Linked DNA regions of Mus musculus: region 2 is linked to region 1. A link is a contact called in public Hi-C data. All regions are on one chromosome and are shown on one strand. Each heading gives the region's core, a stretch centred on a gene start, on an enhancer-like site or on the middle of the called end of the contact. The rest is flanking DNA. Distances are from core to core; before and after follow the strand shown.

What was found. Hi-C and Micro-C count contacts between places; a contact is called where the count stands out from the background.
Region 2: a Hi-C map of beige adipocytes shows a contact between it and region 1, with 2.8 times the contacts expected there. The contact joins the enhancer-like site here to the promoter of Ehd4 in region 1. A contact is called at or near these places in 2 of 484 Hi-C or Micro-C datasets (beige adipocytes and embryonic fibroblasts), 5 of 115 datasets of contacts at active chromatin or transcription factors (embryonic stem cells and large pre-B cells) and 1 of 9 other capture datasets (embryonic stem cells).

Annotation. Positions count from the first base shown.
Region 1 is chr2:120,151,171-120,156,773 of GRCm38.p6, reverse strand. It overlaps Ehd4 (EH-domain containing 4), which reads left to right and starts at 2,199. Exons shown (of 6, transcript NM_133838.4): 1 at 2,199-2,534. The coding sequence starts at 2,299.
Region 2 is chr2:119,993,624-119,999,226 of GRCm38.p6, reverse strand. Mapkbp1 (mitogen-activated protein kinase binding protein 1) reads right to left here. Exons shown (of 30, transcript NM_011941.3): 2 at 654-745. Among named protein-coding and RNA genes, the nearest start is that of Mir7665, 21 kb to the left of the region's middle. Within about 2 kb of position 3,121, at least 94 of the 459 cell types and tissues checked have an H3K27ac peak or open chromatin away from gene starts, as enhancers often do. A contact at or near this core is called in beige adipocytes and embryonic fibroblasts, where this site is marked.

The DNA of each region.
Region 1 (5,603 bases), core at 950-3,449:
TGCATTGTTAGGCATTGTGTAAACACCATGGAGTGTACTCATACAAACTAAAACATGTCATAAGTCAAGATAAACTTACAAAAACTTGTTGCCTGTGGCTGAAATATCATTAGTTTATGTTCATTAGATAATTTTTGCATTAATACCACCGGGTCTTGATTTTCAAAGCTTTATTAGTCTTGAAATTAGGTAATATAAGAATTCCATTTTTGTTATATTTTACATTGTTGTATTTATTCTGGGAACTTCACATCCATCATGTGAAATTGAGAATCATTTTGTTAAGTCTGACTAAAACAAAAACCTGCTGAGGATTGCATTAAACGAATTGGGGAAAATTTTGTATCTTAATGTTGAGTCTTCTGGTCCACGAACAGGGTAGGTATGGGCAGTATGTTCAGGTCTCCATTTCTCTTAGAAATATATTTTGATTCTCAGCATATAGATCTGGTACATTTTATTTAGATTTAGCACTAAACATCTCTTTGTTTGGGTGCTATTCCAAGGCATGCAGATTTTCTACTTGAATGTCCAATTGTTGTTTCTAGCATGTAGATATATCTGGTTCTTGTAGCTAGAAACTTCACTAATAAGTTCACCTCCTAGAGACAGCAGCTTTTGGTCTGGATATACATAGTTTAGTGATTCTCCTACTAAAGGCCATCTTGGTTGTTTCCAAGTTTTAGTGACGAACAAAGCTGTCATAAACACCCTTGATGCCCTGCAGTGGCGGTGCATGCCTTTAATCCCAGCACTTGGGAGGCAGAGGCAGAGAGGCAGAGGCAGAGAGGCAGAGAGGCAGAGAGGCAGAGAGGCAGAGAGGCAGAGAAGCAGAGAGGCAGAGAGAGAGAGAGACAGAGAGAGAGGGGCAGAGAGAGAGGGGCAGAGAGAGAGAGAGAGGGGCAGAGAGAGAGGCAGAGAGAGAGAGGCAGAGAGAGAGAGAGGCAGAGAGAGACAGAGAGGCAGAGAGAGAGAGAGAGGCAGAGAGAGAGAGGCAGAGAGAGACAGAGAGGCAGAGAGAGACAGAGAGGCAGAGAAAGACAGAGAGGCAGAGAGAGACAGAGAGGCAGAGAGGCAGAGAGGCAGAGAGGCAGAGGCAGAGGCACAGGCACAGGCAGGCCGATTTCTGAGTTCGAGGCCAGCCTGGTCTACAGATGAGTTCCAGGACAGCCATGGCTACACAGAGAAACCCTGTCTTGAAAAATCAAAATAAAAGTAAAATAAAATAAAATAAAATAAAAATAAACAAATAAATAAAAAACCCAAACCAAACCAAACCCCACCACCACCACCACCAACAACAAAACCACCCTTGCTGCACTGGCAACACCTGAACGATCTTTAAAATGCAATTTTACAACTACTTGCTGAATCAGCTCTGCATTTCCACCAAGTTCAAGAAGTCATTCCCACACAATCTTTCTCCAAACTTTATGCAGACAAGAATCATCTGCAGGCATTTGTTGAGCTGCATCTCTCAACATTTTATTTGGTGGGTCTGTATCAAGAACTAGAGACCTGCATTTTAACAAGCCTCTTGGGTTATTCCTATGCAGCTGGCCTCATTGGCCACACTGAAAATGCGCTAACACTATTTCTCGCTTAGGATACACAGGTGATGGTCAATTATTTCTACTAGTGTCTAGCAGAAAGAGGCCTTTAATTGATCCAGAGTTGAATGGAGGCAGAAGTGTCTGCGCAAATAGATTGAAGTCCATTTTCTCTCCAATTTTTGCCAATTATATCGGTGAGCCTGAGTATCTTCGACAGTAGTAAACAGGGCAATAACCTGCCCCAGGAAAAGGAACTTGTCTGTCAACTTTCTGAGTTTTCTGTCCCCAGTATCCACGTCCGGAGACTTGGGATGAGTCGAGTTCCAGGAGGACAGCCTCCGGTGGTTCATTCTTGCCAGCTCAGACTTGCCCGGAAGCCAACGCCACCTGGCCAGAAGGATGTACCCGGGTAGACGCGCCTGTGTCACCCCGCCTGGACTACACCCTCTCCGGGATCAGCCCTCTAGACCGATGCCGTCATCAATAATTCAAGGATCGCCTTTCCATTGGCTAGAGCTTCCACCCAGTCGCTGGCAAACGCCCAATGAGGAAGGACCTGAGATCGCTGCTGAATAATGAGCGCGCGCCCGTGACGCAGCGGCTGATGATTGGTCGTTGCGGCAGGGGGCGGACCCAGGAGCGGGCGGCGGCGAGAGCTACTGTCGGGCACAGAGAGCGAGCGACGCGGGTTCTGGGGTTCTTACTGAAGTGCGGCGGCGGCGGCGGCAAGTTGTGGGGCGGCAGCATGTTCAGCTGGATGGGGCGGCAGGCTGGCGGGCGCGAGCGCTCGGGCGGCATGGACGCGGTGCAGACGGTGACGGGCGGCCTGCGCTCTCTGTACCAGCGCAAGGTGCTGCCGCTGGAGGAGGCGTACCGCTTCCACGAGTTTCACTCGCCAGCGCTGGAGGACGCCGACTTCGAAAACAAGCCCATGATCCTGCTGGTGGGCCAGTACAGCACGGGCAAGACCACGTTCATCAGGTAATTTGCCTCGTCGGCTCGCTACCCCTCCGCTAGCGCACGGCCTGCCCTCAGGTTACACTCCGAGCTTGGTGGCCCGTCGCCTTCCCGGGTCCCGTTTCCCAAGGCTCCCTCCCCTGAGACCGGCCCCCAGCGCGCTGCGAGCCCCTTCCTTGCTGTTGCCAAGGCCTTCCTTGAGCCTGTCACCCTGGCCTGGGAGTGCAGGAAAGGGAGAGAAGGCAAGGCTCATCATTAGTGCAACCTAGTGCTGAAAGTGATAATGAAGGAATGCGGCTCCTAGGTGGAGAGGTAACCTTCCAGCACAGTGAGAATGAATGAACGAACGAACGAATGAATGAATGAGTGAATGCCACAGTAGGAGTATTGCCATGCCCTAGGTGCCACGTTCCGCCACAGCGGCGGGGCTGCTATCATCCAGCTTTATGGTCTATAGGAAGTTAGCCTACAGTGTAGCTGCCTCACCAGCCTGTGGACTGAAGGGGAGTGTCAGGTTACTGTTTGCTAGTTTCCATTTCTTCACCCTTGACAAACTGAAAATATTTGTCACGGTCACTCTGTCTCCGGAAGCAATAACCGGCTTGCCCTGCAGTTCCAACCACACAGCTTCCTCTAGAGTGACTCGATGAGAAATAATTTACAATGAAACGGACTGCTTTTTAAATGAGGCGTCTATTTCCCTATCTTTGGGAAGAATCGACGTTCAAATCCTTATCAGACGAAGCAAAGTGACTGAACATTTAAGATCTGGATCCTGAGTTTTGGAATTAGAACACTCATCATCATTTGATGTTCAACAGGTGTTCAGAAAACTGCATCTGTCTTGGGGACATGCCATTTCTTTTAGGTATGACCTCCTTTTTTTCCCCTCCTGTGACCTAAAGAGTTCCAAAAAAATAGAAAAGTTGTCACTACAAGAAATATGTTAAATCCAGGCCTGTAGATACACTGTGAATGAACTCAACAAAGGCAATACACTGTAGTTTGAAATGTGAACGAAGAGAGGGGGAAAATAATGTTGAAATTATTTCATGTAATGCTTTTAAATTAGCTGAAAACAGTGTTGAATATGTTAACTCAGAAATGAACCTAGAAATATTACAGTAACTGACAGATGCAAAGGGCTAGTTGAGATGGTGCTTGCCTGTAATCCAAGGACTGGGGAAGCTGGATCATGGTTATTTTGCCTTCCAGGCCAGCCTGGGCTACATAACGCAATCTAGGATAACCCTGACTAGACAACAAAAGACCGTCTTCAAAACAACAGCAATAAGAACAGCAACAAAACCTAGGAAACAAAAACAAAATAAATGGCAAGCAGGTGGTACATTAAGGTCTTGGTAGTCGCAGTTGTGAATTATCAGGATAATATTACAGGAGTGAAGAGAGAACTTTTAAGCTTAGAGCAATAAGAGTATAGCATTTTAAAATGTACTGGTGGCAGATACACAGCAGTCCCACCATTTCCTCCTGTACGTGCCATGGGCCTCACGGTACCTATGCATAATTAGGGAGCCTTTCTTGATTCTGTACTGACCTAGCCTGAAGACAGTGCATTCCTCTGACTGTAGCCTGACTCGTAAACAAGCCTCAGGTAGGAGAGTACAACGCAATTCTCAGGAAGGTGGAGCAATCCTCTTTCCCCGCCTCATATTATTTTGTTATATTCTCATTCTTCTGTGCTTCAGTTTTGAGAAGCTTTGTGGGAGAGGGCTAAAAGGCAGGTTCTGAGATTTGACTCATGGCTCTACTTCTTTTTTTTTTTTTTTTTTTTTTTGGTTTTTCGAGACAGGGTTTCTCTGTATAGCCCTGGCTGTCCTGGAACTCACTTTGTAGACCAGACTGGCCTGGAACTCAGAAAGCCACCTGCCTCTGCCTCCTGAGTGCTGGGATTAAAGGTGTGCACCACCACGCTTGGCTTATGGCTATACTTCTTAAGCCCTTTTTAGAGCTGGAACTCAGTAGAAGCTGCAACCCAGGGAGGAATCACCTTAGCTGGGAGCTTGGGCCAGTGGCTTTGCTATTCCACAAAGGGCCCAAAGTGGACCTTGGGGTTAGAAGAAGATACTACAGACAGGAAGCTGGATGAATCTTCACTTGTGGCATCTGAAATTGGTTTTAGAGAGCAGTAGGGGGAAGTGATTGGTTTCCAGGAGGAAAACAGTAAACAGAGGGCACCTGTCCTGGAGACTTGGCACTTAGAGAGGTAAACAAAGGAGATGTCCATGAGAGCTGGCCTTCTTGGACCTTGCTTTAGTTAGGTCCTGGCTAGGGACCTGGGTGCTTTGCTTCTAGCTGGAAGTACTAAGTGTTCACAGAAACTTGGGGAAGGGGCTTATCTATGAAGTCACTTATTCTTTTCCATTTGACTAACACAGGAGCCACGGCATCATGGAGGGAAACATTCCTCTTTATTGTAAGCCATTCATCATAACCTTTGATTATGTGTCTTACTCCCACAAACTTTATTTTTCTCTCTTGTTTTGGAGAAAACAGAAGTCACATTATATGCGCTGGACCAGGACAGTCACAGAAGTGAGGCAGCTAAGTGTGTCCTTCATTTTGATGGAAAGTTTTCCAGGTAGAATGCCTGAAGAGCCTGGGGTAGTGAGAAAATCTGCTCACCCCTGTACAGATGCTCACCAAGGGGGGGGGGGGCAAGTGCCAGGAAGAGGGTAAATAAAGAGTGAGGTTGAAGTTAAATGGAAAGAACAGATTGGTAGAATCGCCTATAGATCTTAGCAGTGAAAGGCTGGAGGAAGCTTCAGATGTGGTAGAGATATTTGTCAAAGTCTCCTTAGGGTAATGGTTAAACGGCTGACAGCTCTATTGTCTGGTTATTTTATTTCTCAGAAGACAGGATATATAGTAAGAAGTGTTAAATAGTCTACTTCTGGCTGGCAAGGAAAAATTGTCCAGAGAAGGAGAAGGGATTAGCACTAGTAAAAGTGACCATATCATCTTTGATTTTCATAACTAAGAAAGGGCAGGTGTTGGGCTTATGTCTAAAACTTGGAAAGAAAAAAGTTTCATGGCTTAGTTCCACAGTTAAGAGCACTTCCTGTTCTTCCA
Region 2 (5,603 bases), core at 1,872-4,371, 160 kb after region 1:
CTTAGGAGATTTCAGAAACCTCCTGTCCACCTCAAGTGGATCACTGACCATTGATCACAAGTCACACTCTTGTCCCCAGGGCTCAGGGATCTTCTCAGAAGAGGGTGGGGAAATTGTAAGAGCCAGAGGCCATAACTTTCTTCAAGGAAACTTTCTGGATACAGCATGACAATTGCACCTAAGAACTCACTGCAGTTGTGACTGCATTCATAGGATCTCAGTGAGCTCAAGCCAGTCAAAATCCTAACATGGGTGGACTGGGGAGTGGGTAGAAGTGGTGAGTGGGCAAAAGTCCCACATCTAACCCAGAAGCTGTTGGCACCTGGCAACTGCTGGAAGAGGGAAAGCCAGCTTTCTTTAATGGTGTGACCCCCCTGGGAGGGTGACCACATCCAAGGATAAGCCCCACACCTGAGAGTAGTTGGGCAACACAAATATGACTTGATGGGTCTTTAAAAAGGTGGGGGGGGAGAGAAGAGGGAGAGAGCACCAAGTAAAATGGGTAGGAAGGGGGAGTGGATGTGGGAATAGTAGGGGAAGGGAGTAAATAGGACCAAAGTATATTGTATGAAATTCTCAATGAATAACATGTTAGTAAGAAATAAAAAATACACTTTCATGTAGCAAGATGCCCTGAAAGGCACTTAACTTACCCTGCTGGGTAGGCAACTAAGCCAGATCGGGGGTCACAAGCAAGTCCTCTTCCTCCAGATACTGTTACTCCCAGGACCTTCTCCAAGGTTACCTGTTAGAGCAAGACAGAGAAGTGACTCCTTACAGACCATAGGATGACAGTCACAGTAGGGTTCGAGGTGGGTGCTAAAGGCTCCTACAACCCAGCCTCTGACGCACTATTTCCCTACAACCTTATTCAGTCTGGGTCTTTTTCAGACTTTGTTCTGATCAAAATCCTCTTGGCCATACGAGAAAATGCCAGTAATAAGTGTCACCTGCATTAATCACGCTCCACCTGCTGTTACCATGGGAAAGAAAACATGGGTTAAAGTACAGGTTTATGACCAAAGAGGAACAAGAATCCTTCCGATGTGAGAAGGCACTAACTGTAGGCTAGGACCTGGGGTCTATGAGATTGACAAGAGGTCACTGGCCTTCAAACCTTCAAAGGCCACTGTGATCTCTCTACCGAGAGCCAGAAGAACGTTAGGTATCAATTAGGTAACTCGGACATCCTTGATCTTTGCGTCCCATCAAAGGACTCCACCTCCCGTGTCTGCCAGTTAAAAGTCTAGGAGCCTAGGAGGCCTAAGAAGGGCTTACTGCTGTGTTTTTGCGAATCACAGATGCTCACAGTACTCTGATTATTGTTATTAAGCCAAAACTCCCACAGAGATGAAAGGGAAGCCTGTGTAAATGCCAGGATAGTCTGAGAAGACATGACACATGAGACATTCCCCACCTTCATCAACGGTGTTGCTGTCCTGCATTGTCTGCAGGCCACACAAACCCTTCTAGACTAACCTCAAATTAATTGACTAGTCTTTCTGTGGATGAGGTCATGTGAGACCCACAGTGCCCTATAACCTCATAATTGTCCCTCCATGGCACTCCTTGTCACACAGTTTTTCTGGTCACTCCAGCTCTAGTTCCCTCCAGGGCTGTCTGCACTTCCTGCATGAGCCTTCCCTTGGGGATGTCCTTGTTCTTCCTTGATTTAGGGCGAGGAGCCCATGTAAACAGAGCGTCCTCTCCTATGAAGCCTCTGACCTGGATAGTCTTGGAGGGTCCAGGAGTGGATAAACCATATGCAGCGCCAGGAGGAGTGACTGTGACAGGCCAGCGTCTAGAGTGGGAAGCCCACAATCACCTGGCATAGTTCTGGATGTGTCTTCTCTTACTGCCCTCAAACAGGGAAGAGTTGAAAGTGCCCCAGAGGTCCCGCTTAGCTCCTCTGACCACACACATATGTACACATGCACACAACTAAATATAACAGTAACAACAGCAAAAAAATGAAACCTCCAAGGCCATTGAATTAGGTGGGAATGCTTCTTTGTGCTATGGACCAGGAACTGCAACATGTGCTTACGCACCACACCGGTGGTTTAGTTACAGTGCGTCAGGCCAAGCTCCATGCTGCTCACTTACCCACCACCCAGCTGCACCATCAGACCTAATGTTAGCCTGCCTGTGCTAGACATTCTGGACAGCAAGTCCGAATTTCTGCCTCATTCCATTTCTTTCTCAGTCTAAAGCCTTACTGGCTCCAGTCAATTGGTACTGACTACAGAGTACAAGCTTACCCTCTGGAGTCTACTGCCTTCAGTTATCCCGGATCAGGGTCTTGACACTGAGCCTTTAACTGGACCAGAGGAAGGGGTGTAGGGGTGTTCAGGAGCATAGCTATTGTCCTTACTGCCTAAGACATAGATGAGACAGACAGACAGAGAGGCAGAGAGACAGAGACAGAGAGAGAGAGGGAGGAAGGGAGGGAGGGAGGGGAGAGGAGTCTGAAGCCACTATGTTTGATGAATACAGAGGTCATCAAATCAAGTACAATGAGCTACAAACCTCCAGTTCTCATCACACCAATATAATTCGAAGCAAATCCTTTAGATTCAAATGTGTACAATCCCTTACCTCCCTATCGTTCAGTGTTAGTCCCAAAGACCAAGTCTGCTGGTTCTTGGCTGCCCTTCCCTCTCATAGGAATGTGAGTAGGTGTTCTGTGGGTAGAGAATCCAGTTCTATAGAGAATATTAAAAGTAGTTTGCAACTTTCAACAAGCAAAGCAGAAAGATTCGGTTTGATTTAAGCATACCCTGAAGAACAGTTTTCATAGTAAGAAAACCATTTTTACCATGATCTAGTCATAGTAAGAAACATGCTTTATACTGTGGTCCAGTGTGTATATACATGTATGTGTACAGGCAAACAAAGCTGAAGTACAATTTTCATAAACAATCCGTGATCGCAGCACATGCTGTGACACACTCTGTATGTTTCTTTTACTTCTAGCCACATCCACTCTGTCCACCGCATGACCTCCACATGTGCCGGGAGATTAAGCATGGGAAACCGCCACACACTTCTTCCCGCCAGGCTGAGGCCCAGGCCCAACTACGGCAATCTTTGGGTTTTGTCACTTTCCTCTCAGGGCTTTGCACAGAGGAACATACTTCCTGGCTAGGAAAATCCCACAAGCAGAAGTTTGCATGGGCTGAAATCTTGGCTTGTTTTCAAAGGATTTATGGGTTTGGTTTTTTTTTTTTTTTCTTTCTTCTGGCTTTCTAAAGTAGTCATCCAAAGGAGTGGGAGCAGTTTCCTTTGACTCTCTGAAGAGGAGGAGCAGAGGAAAACATTCAGGGGCATCAGCTGGTTTTTATTTTATGTTCTTAACTCAAACCAGCTTCCTGTTTGCTGGAAGGGAGGTTTGGGCTGCTCTCCACTCTCACAGGGTCTGAGAGTCCCAAGCTCTACTGAAGCCTGCAGCAGCGAGGCTCGTTCTGCAACACTCCAACACAAAGGGCTTGGCAAGATGACTCTCCCCCTCTCCCCCACTGATAACATTTTCCCTGTCCTCTCTTTAAAAGGTAGTAGAGGTTCCCTCTGCTCTACAGCGTGGAGAAAAGCCTGGCCACGAATGCTAAACACACCAAGTGCCATCAGCTATGTGCAGGACTGAACTTGCCCCAGCTCATCAACATTGATATATGCACAGCTTTTCCCACAGCTGGTAGGGCACTGGGAGCCCTGTCTCAGCAGTGGGAGAACTTTAATGTGGCAATCAGTCCAGGATTCTCCCCATTCTCAGGGATCCTGCATTATTTAGTAGTGCACCAATAAGTTCTAGTGCCTACCATCTCTCATTTGGAATAGGACTGTAACTCCTAAATGTGCTCCCAGCTTTAGGCCTGCCTGCTACAGTCTTCTCAACACAGCAGGTCACAGTGATTCTTGTAAACATAAATCCTTCCATTGGCTCCCACCTCCCTTAAAGTTCAAACGCAAACATTTGACTTAAACTTGGAAAGGCCTAAAATCACCCAGCCTCTGGCCATTTCTCTGAGATCATTTCCTATACTCTCTTTGCTGCCTCTACCCAGCCACCTCCACTTCTACCTCAGCCTCCACAGGCTCCTTGAGCAGACTCTAGTGCCCTCCTTTGAATCTGCTATTCCATGGATTCAAAGTCCTTCCCTTAGCTATGCACACAGTGACTTTATTCTGGCCTTTGCTCAGAGGCTGTCTGCCCAGAAAAGCCGTTCAGGCTTCTCTGGGTCACTCCGGCCTTTACTCGGCTAGACTATCTTCACAGCATGCACAGCAGATAAGATGTTATCCCTTCCCGAATGCTTCCCTATCACACAGGAGCCCTCAAGGACGGGGACGCAGAGTTCCATCACTTATTTATGTATCCTTTTTTTTTATTTAAAAAAGACTAATTTTATGTATATAAGTGCTTGCATGCATGGATGTATGTGTACAAGTATGCCTGAGGAGAGCAGAAAGCATCAGATCCCTGGAACTGGAGTTACAGACAATTGTGAGTCTCCATGTGGGTACTGGGAATTGAACCTAGGTCCTCTACAAGATCAGCATGACTTAGCTACCGAGTCATCTCTCCATCCCCATCTGCAGCACTAGACTACATCACCCACATAACATGATGGTGAACCAACTACTACTATACTGTCAGATAAACAGAGTACTGAAGGGCCCTTCTAAAATCATATGTCCCTACCCATAGATTAGAGTAGCCCTTAGACCTCTTAAGGGACATTTCTTTGTACAATGGATGGTTGATTAACTCAAAACTATCCAGGCATTGTTGTGCATGAATTTGATCCCAGCACTTAGGAGGCAGGAGCAGGTGAATCTCTGGAGTTTGAGGACAACCTGTTCTACATAGAGATTTCCAGGACAGCCAGCGCTACACAGAAAGACTCTGTCTCAAAAGTAAATAAGAGAAAAGAAAAAGAAGGAGAGAAAAGGGGAACCACAACCAGTCAGAGTACAGCTAAACATCCGTGGGACTCTCAGCTACAGATGAGACCTTTAACATCACACACACTTGCTAAGGCCCAGGGGCCATCAAGCAGAGGGGGTGCAAAGATTTTAAGAGCCAAAAACTTGGGAGGACCAGAGCAAAACGATGTCTTCTGGACATGCCAGGCCCACGGAGCTCATGGACTCAAAGCAGCTGTGGGGGCCTGGGTAAGACCTGGGAAGATCAAGATTTTGTTTTGTTTTATTTTGTTGAGCTAGGGTGTCCTGGAATTCACAATGTAGACCAGGCTGACTGCAAACTCCAGGATGCCTGCTTTCCTCTGCCTCCTGGAGTGAGTTTTCTTTAAGGAAGGTTCATGACATTCCAGTAGATGGCCCCACACCCAACAAATATGTGGGTACCACAAAAATAACTCTATGGGTTATAAAACAATGGAGGGACGGAGAAATGGAGGATGCCTATGGGAGGAGTTAGGGAGAGGAGCAGGAGGGGAGTGTATAAGAGAAAACAAAAGAGGCACTGACAGATTTGATGAGTCATGGGAAAGCTGAAAAAAAAAAGCCAAAAAACCCCTAAAACCCCCCCAAACTCGGGTATTTCAGTTAATAGAGTTGTTCTACTCTACTAGTTATGT